Linked DNA regions of Xenopus tropicalis: region 2 is linked to region 1. Evidence: chromatin contacts called from public Hi-C data. All regions are on one chromosome and are shown on one strand. Each heading gives the region's core, a stretch centred on a gene start, on an enhancer-like site or on the middle of the called end of the contact. The rest is flanking DNA. Distances are from core to core; before and after follow the strand shown.

Evidence for each region. Hi-C and Micro-C count contacts between places; a contact is called where the count stands out from the background.
Region 2: a contact with region 1 is called in a Hi-C map of neurula embryo, with 1.5 times the contacts expected there. The contact joins two enhancer-like sites. A contact is called at or near these places in 2 of 5 Hi-C or Micro-C datasets (brain and neurula embryo).

What each region holds. Positions count from the first base shown.
Region 1 is chr6:111,018,117-111,022,655 of UCB_Xtro_10.0, reverse strand. The region is part of intron 2 of cdh2 (cadherin 2); the gene reads left to right. Among named protein-coding and RNA genes, the nearest start is that of cdh2, 76 kb to the left of the region's middle. Within about 2 kb of position 2,080, at least 2 of the 11 cell types and tissues checked have an H3K27ac peak or open chromatin away from gene starts, as enhancers often do. A contact at or near this core is called in neurula embryo, where this site is marked.
Region 2 is chr6:111,083,500-111,087,550 of UCB_Xtro_10.0, reverse strand. It overlaps cdh2 (cadherin 2), which reads left to right. Exons shown (of 16, transcript NM_001127418.1): 2 at 3,732-3,843. Among named protein-coding and RNA genes, the nearest start is that of cdh2, 11 kb to the left of the region's middle. Within about 2 kb of position 2,595, at least 3 of the 11 cell types and tissues checked have an H3K27ac peak or open chromatin away from gene starts, as enhancers often do. A contact at or near this core is called in neurula embryo, where this site is marked.

The sequences.
Region 1 (4,539 bases), core at 831-3,330:
ATCAAGTAATTCACATTTTTGAAATTAATTTCCTCTGTAATAATAAAATAATAGATTGATCATAGCTTAAATATAATTAATCCTTACTGGAGGCCAAAACAAGACCCCTTATCCAAAAAACCCCAGGTCCTGAGCATTTTGGATAGCAGGGCCCATGACTGTACTGTCTTACTACAGGTATGGGATCCATTATCCAGAAACCTGTTATCCAGAAAGTTCCGAATTACTAAAAGGCCATCTCCCATACATTCCATTATAAGCAAATAATTTAAATTTTTTTAAATGATTTCCTTTTTCTCTGTAATTATAAAACAGTACCTTGTACTTGATGCCAACTAAGATATAATTAATCCTTATTGGAGGCAAAACAAGCCTTTTGGGTTTATTCAATATTTAAATGATTTTCAGCAGACTTAAGTTATGGAGATCCAAATTACAGAAATATCCCTTATCTGGAGCATTCTGGATAACGGGTCCCATACCTGTACTTTGAATAGGAAGCAAATCCGCCAAAAATAAATTGTTTAAATAGGACAGTGTGAGAAATACCATTCATGTAGGTCAAAGTTTTTTGAATAACAGGTTTCATAATATTAGATCCCCTACCTGTATTATTATTTTTTGCAATAAGAGTCAGAAACACAAGATGAAGGAGGTCCCTGCCCCGTAGAGCTTACAATCTATATGGGAGGGGTAACTAACAGACACAAATGGGCAAATATAAGTGCTGTAGGTCACAGTGGGTGACATTACAGTATAAGTGCCAGTTTCCAGATCAGGTGCTGGGCGAGTGCTCCAAAAGGTAGTCTTTAAGTTTAGTTTTAAAAAGACTGAGGGAGGATTCTCTCCGGAGGAAATCGGGGAGGGCATTCCAAATGTAAGGGGCAGCAAGGCGGAAAGGTTTAAGGCGGGAAACAGCAGTAGTAGTGGGAGGCGCAACCAAACGGTTGCTCTGCGAGGAACGAAGGAGTCGGCTAGGACACAAGGGAAGAGATGTAGTGAGGAGCAGAGGAATGGAGGGCTTTGAAGGTTAAGAGAATGTAAATAATAAAATGTCTAATTATAATCAGTTAAACATTTTGTACAATTTCTGAAATGTATAAAATCCAGTGCTATGTGCAAAGAGCAGCATCTGGAGTCACAGCCAATCCCTGTCCTCACCAACTGTATGCGGTAAGGACAGGGCCTCCTTATGAGGTAAATGATGTACAAAGTAGGAAAGCATGAGAGGAGATGCCTACGTGCCACCCCCCTCCATTCTTGGATAGATCACTTCCTAACCTAGGCAGCAATCAAATCAAGGGGCCAGCCTTTGTGCAAAAAAATGCCCAATAGCAGCCTTTTTATGTGCTTTACATTCTGCGTTGCACATGACCCATATAGTGTATTAGCTTTGAATGTCTTTGAAAAATAACCAACTTTGAGAGATATAATAAATAAAATATATTTAAATTAAATAATAATTTTGTTCCTATTTCCAAGAGCTTATATTAAATGTTTTATATTTGCAACAGTTGTCCTTTAATTATAAAAAGAAGCCTGGTTTGCCTTTAACTATATATTTTTTTTCTTCTTAAATATAAATGCTGCCATTGTTGTATTTTAATAAGCTCTGTCTGCCTTTCCATATATATTAAAATCAATGTGATCCTCATATGTTATCTGCTATATAAAGTGTGATCAAGCTACATGTAATTCTGTTAGTGGGGAGGAAGCAAATTCTTTTCCTGTCTGTGAATTATATAGTGCGTTATCTGTACAGCAAATAATGAGCCTCTATCCAGTCTAAGGAAAAAGTATATAAATCACAACAAAGGGAAAAACCTGGGCAGTGATTTGCAACCAGGAGGATTGGGGCAAAAGATGAAACAAGTAATTTCTCCTGCATTTAGCCTTCCAGGCATCACATTGTCTCCTGAAGCAAACTCCAGGCTAAAAGAATTATTCATTAAACGGTGATAGTTTGCTGACTGTCTCTGTCTCTGTTTAATGAATGATAAATTAACCGTGTGGGAACTCCAGCTGTTTTTCCTGTAGTAAAGGCTAGGTAGGCCATTTGTGAGTGTCCTTTTATTTAGCATGTGTCACATGGGCCATGGCAGAAGGTGGGACATTCAGTGCGGCTCTAGGGCCTGTTTTAAGCTGTGTGAAGAAAAAAACAAAAACAAAAAAATCCAACTGTGTACTGCTTTTAGTTGATTGTGCAGCATTGTGTAAAAGGTAGTGGGCGCTTGCAAATGTTGTGTTCACTTGCTGCTTGATTTTTACCGATTGAGTTAAATGGCTTACGCCAGGTCAGAAGGGGATGAAATTAGTGTGTAAAATACATTGTAGTCTTTACAAATACCTTTTATAAATACTGCCACCAGTTCTTTTTAATGGATAATTTCCACGGTTGTGGATCAAAAGGGTGTCAAATTATGAATAAAAGGAAATGTACAGCTATATTATTTTTGCTTCTTACACTGTTTTTCACACAGAGATAATTTCACGTAGCTAAATAAACAAACCCCTGTAGTTGAAATAGTGCTGCTTACATAGTTTACAAGCCAAACCTTGCCAAGAAACCCCCAGAGGGCTTATCATTTTACATGTGCCCAACCACGTCCTCACGCAATGCTTAGTCCTCAGTGAAGGTAAGACCTATTCTAAGCACCTTTTGCTTTATTGCTATAGTTTTAGATGATCATTCATCTTCATCACAATAAAAGCAATTTTTTTCATGAACAACCCCTTTACCCTCTCATTTCAAAGATGCATAATTATGTAAATATATGCAAATAGATCTTTGACCCAGTCACATTATAGATCAACCAAAACAGCAGTTCAGTGTAAAAACTGGGTAAAATAGACTGCAAAATAAAAAATGTTTTCAATATAGTTAGATAGCCAAAAATGTAATCTATAAAGGCTGGAGTGAGCGGATATCTAACATTATTATGTTAATTATTTAATTTATGTTGCAGTAGCTAAAGAATCCTGAACTCATATATGCAATATATTCACATATTAACTCTTATTTATTAAATGCTATGCAGAACTTCAGTGTATAGATAAATAAACCACTGCATCAGCTATGTGGCTCCATATGGTAGCAAGCCCTGTCAGTAAACATTCCCAACTTTGACTCACCCTTGATATCCAAACACCAGTGTGTTAAGTTCCAGGTTCCAAAAACAAATGTCAGCGTGAAAAGGTATTATTCCGAGTCAGATTTTGTTTTTCTCCTGTCTGATTAGCTTTGGCTCTTTCCAAACATAATATTTTTTACTTTAAATCCGTGCTTTTACCTTTGCTGCATAGCTTCTTTGTTTGAATTAGACTCAACTTGATTGGTAACTTGAGGTTTAACTAGAATTGTATTCCATTCCTTACTTTTCTTTCAATGCCCTGATTAGAGCAATGGCTTTGTTTTTTCCTCCACTGAAACAAAATTATCTGCATAGAAATTCTGGTATCAAATTTATCAAGTATTGGACTGTGGAATCCAAAAGTATTAATACCCAAAATAAATAGCAGGCACTCACAGATCATAGGTAAAAGAATAGTGTCCTGTATTGCAAAAACATTGTATGAAGAAGCCTTGCACATTTCATGCTATACTTTATATAGTTGTAGGCTTTTGGGTTCGCCCCCCAGCTTAGTGGACCTATCACCCCAACATAAAAAGCTGTATAATAAAAGTCCTTTTCAAATTAAACCCCAATTTATTTTTATATTAACACATCTAAACCCATTAAAGGCATTATAAAAATCCCAGCTACCAGTCATATATTACATGCCCCGCCTCTACACTTAGGCTTAGAGGCAGGGCAGACAATTACTTTAACTTTCCATTCAGCTCTCACTTTCTCCCTCCCTCCTCACCATCTCATTGTGTAGCCAGTGCATGGGCATCAGGTTCCCCATTATGGCGCATTTACAAGATTTTGGCAGGATGCAAAGCTTGCATTAATAACAGTGTCCACAAAATGGCGCCTGCCTGCTTGCTGTAATTGTGTAATTCCAAAACTGATGGAAACACCTGGGCGCCTTCATTACAAATCCGGTGCTGAAAATATGTGCTTTGTGCTAACAAACCATGTTCCTAGTTATTTGCCAAATACCATACTGCTACTGTTGATAAGTAAAACAGAGCTGAGAATGTAATTATTACCAGTAAGATTTTATTACAAATGTTACTTATAGTAAATAAATAATAATGTGAATAAAGCATACAGTACATACTAATAAAAATACAATGAAACTACAGTAGAAAAAGATGTAATTGAACTACTTCTCAGCACTTTGCACATTTTCCATCTGTGTTGCTAATAAAGCTTCAAAACAATTTCCCGTGAAATCAGAGGGGAAGTGAAGTAGTTGCTGAAGTGGCATTAGAAATGTCAGGTAATTAGTAGAAGGTCATTGACTTCCCATTCCCATTCCATTTTTACCCTACCATAGCAAATAATGGGATTTTCCAGGTAGGAGCTGCTAAAGTAATTTTGAAGTGGATGTTGAAGTTCTTTAGTAAGTAAAAATGGGAGAAGTAGTAGT
Region 2 (4,051 bases), core at 1,346-3,845, 64 kb before region 1:
TTGTATAATTTATTGATTGCCAATGGCTTCTTATACAATTCAAGGGTTTCATACAAGTTTACAATGTTTTATTCTTTATCATTCTGAATGTCCTTGAAGGAAAGCAGAACCAAAGCACTTCATCTTCATTATCTGCCGAAAAAAAAATCAGACAGCATATTTTAAAATCCTTATTCACTTGCTTTGTTAAAAAAAAAAATGAATAGGTGCATTTTATGGTGTCGAGTCGGCTTTCCCTGTCCGAGTTGTCAGTTTGCTTCAAGTTGCTGACAGTGTGAGTAATTGTCACTTGTATTTCCCTTTGTGTCTGAGGTTTTTATACATTAGTGCTGCTGTTTTGCTGCGTTTAAATTAAGCCAACTTTTGAAAGTTTGTTTAATTTAACATCCTCTGATATGTAAAAAAAAACATCTTTCAGCCAGGAAATAGGAAATACTTTAAGGACTTTGTTAAAAACTTTTCTTATTAAAAAAGTCTTAACAAGGGATTATTTAGAGATGTAGTGCTGTCCTTTGTTTGCTGAGAAGTTGACACAATGCCAGTAACAGGAATGAGTGAAACTTTTATTCATGCCCGTGAGCTTTTGTTTTTTTTTTGTGACCATTGTCTGCACTCACAATAGCAGTTGTTGCCAATGTAGTGAGTTGCAAATTGTATTGGAGAAAAGGGAGAGGAACAAGGCTTTAATTGCCAACTAAAATGTGTGACCACCTATTTCTAAGCAGAAGAGAAATAGCTTGTGTTCTGTGAGACATTAACATGATGAACACAACATGTTAAGATGCAATTCCTGAAAAAAATAATATGTTTAGGGATTTTTAAAGCTCTAAAAGCCACCAGAGCACAATTTTAGGATCTATTGCCTGAAATGGTAATAAGTGAGCAGATGGCTTCTTACAGGGATTATTAGATCTGTGCAAGTCATCTCTGCAGTGTTTAGGCTTGTTTAGGTTTTTCCTCCCAAAATTCACAATACATTTATTTTATGTAAATTGCCTTCATATTCATGTAGTGTAGTGTTAGTCTGTCAGATGCTCTGTGATGTTCAAAATATATCTTTTCTTTTGTTCTTAGCATTTTGCTTTCAGTTTGCTTTCAGTAGGGCCACAAATTCCCGACAGGTGGAATTTAATCAGCATGATCCTGCTCTTTTGATGCATTCCCAGTGGGGAAGTGAACCACTAGAGCTTCTCAAATCCACTTTGGCAGTAAGAAGGCAAACCAGACTGTAACAAGCCAGGCGTGTTCCTTCTAATTTAGATTTTCTTTAATTAGTTATGGTGTGGTACAGGTTGAGGGCATATGTAAGGGTTTTTTTTGGCTAGCATAAAGGAATCTTTGTATTAAATGACACACACACAGCAAGGCACACACATGTTTTGAAAGTCAGCATCATGGTGCAATCTAATCCAAATCACAGTTCTGGGTTTAGAGCCATTGAGTGAGTAAAGGGAGCTTGATGATGGTCTTGTATAATGTTCTCTGTTTTGGGTGGATGATCTGGAACCATTCATTATATACTGACACATTTATACATCAGGCTGCTGGCAATTCTTTAAATGTCCCTCTTCATAAACATAGAGAAATATTATACAACTGGCCACAATGATATTTGTGGTCACACAGAAGTTCCTATGTAGCCTTACCTGGAGAAGCTTTTCATTATTTGTCCATGACAAATATTATCCATACAGTTAGTGAGGCATTCCACTCTATTGATCTAATCTAGTGGGATGTTACGGTAAGATAATAATTGTTTTCTTTCCCACTGACTTGACTTCTTGACCTTTTTAAACTTTGGATAAGAAATCTTATCTTTATACTGAATTTTCTGTCCTAAATTTTATTTGTTCTGAATTTAAATAAAATCATGCATTTTATTCATTTTGCTTTTACATTGTGTTATTCACATAGAAAGCTGTGTTGCAGGACCCTGGCGAGATTAGTCGCCCACAGTTAAATCTTGGCTACCACGGGGGAATGGAACTTCACATGACTAAATATTGTTGTGCTGGGGTCTTGGGGTTTATAAGTTACAGAGGTTAATTTACCTTGGAACTTATAAATAAGACCCCAGCACAGGGGCGTGTTTATAAATACTGGGCAAATTTGCACCTGCCATAGATTGCAGCAGGCATTCACAGATCCATAGACAGACCTATATGTATTGATGGGGGGGGCTTGATCCACCAAATTCAGAAAATCTAAACTGAAAGCTTTTCAGGGCAGAGTTTTCACTTCAAGTACTCAGGGTTAGAAATGACATTTATTTAAAGAAATGAAAGCATTTCACAGAGGTTACTGTGGTTTTTCTTTCATGTCTGGGATGGAAGTAGAGAAATGAACATGGCTTGTGGGCTGTGGTGTATATAATATAGCCGCAATGAAGGATTCCATGCTGTGGAGAAAGTTAATAATAAGCATTGACTCTTCATCACAGGAAGTTGAAAGGAAGTTTTGTTTTGTGTGTCGTGCTAGTTATCTAATCTTTGTTTGTAATGTTAAAATAAACGAAATAGGTAGTGATTAGAAGCAGCGTGAAAACAGCATTCTCAGTATGAGCTTCCTGTCTGATTGCACTGTGACTGGGATATCTCACTACCTGCATTCCTCTGATGAGAATGAGCAGAGCGGACCATTTGGTCCCTTGCAAACTTGAGCACAATCACACTGCTATTTCCCAGCCTCGGTTTCCTGAGAAATTGCTTGGGATCCCTTAATAAGTATTTTCCCCCCAAGAAGCCAGAGCACACCGGCGCTTTTATTTTCCTGTAAAATTACCTTCTGCAAACTGCCATTTTCTTTAGAGAAGAGTGTCATGTACTGAATTACATTTATATTGACAATGTCTGCAAGTAAATTTCTATAGATTTTAAGCTCTTTTTAAGGCACACATAACCTTTTTTTGTGTCACATTGTTTATCTGATGACAAAACAACCATTAAAATGCTCTTACCCTTTATTGCTGTTTTCGCAACCCTTTTTCCAAGGCCAGTGTTCATTGAGAATTTTTTTTCCTTGTATTCTTCTTTTGAAAGATATGAGTGGCAAAAGCAGAGATTTCTGATTATTACAAACACAAAGGCCTCTAAATTACTCTTTCCACAATGTGTGGTAGACTTTACAAGAAAAGCCTTTAAAACAGTTAAAATGCAATTTCACCTTGAGAATTAAATGGAAATGAGCTGAGGCAGGGGCTATGTTGATGTTTTTGTTCTTAATGCCTTCAAAATTATGTAGACCTTATCGGCACAGTAATGCACTTTATACAGTTATCAAGTTTCCTTTTGTCCTCTGGTTCATTACCTTTTTTGAGAACGTTTTCTGTTAATTCTGTGTACAGATTCCTTGGCTAAGGCATGACATTTAAAGTGTCTGTGCCTGAAAATAAGTTAGCATGGTGAAATGCTCTCTGCAAGCTTTATCTTCTCTAAAAGGAATGTTTTTGTTCTCCCCTATGATTCCACTTAAGGCTCAACCACTGTTAAGTTCAGTTGTTAAAAGAAGCAAGATTGTTTAGCGTTTAGATCTTACCAGACAAATGGGATTTGTTTCTTCCATACCAGTTATCAAAAAATTTAACCCTTGGCCCCCACACTTCTAATTGTAAACCTCTGAGAAACAAAGGAGTTTGTTATACTTGACTATAGTGAAAAAAGGCTTATGCCAAGTCAAATGTCTTCTCTTAATGGGGGCTGCAAGTGTAACGGTCATATTCGGTTACATTTCAGGGACCAGTTGAAGCACTCGGGGGATCCAGATTATGCAAGACAGGATTTCTTGAGGATGTTTATCACGCCAGTGTCTACAGAAGTGTACATGAAGGGCAGCCGCTTCTAAATGGTAAGGTCATTAGATAATTGTAAACAGTAAAAACTGTCTATAATACAGGTGCTATGTTATATTGGATGTTTGTCTATGTGTCTGTCTTTCTGTTATTCTTCTATGTGGAGAATGAGCATTCTCAGGATAAACATATTTATATTTTGTTTGTTTAGTTTACATCACCGGACTAGACAGATCTTTGTTAATTTCATACAACAGACAATTC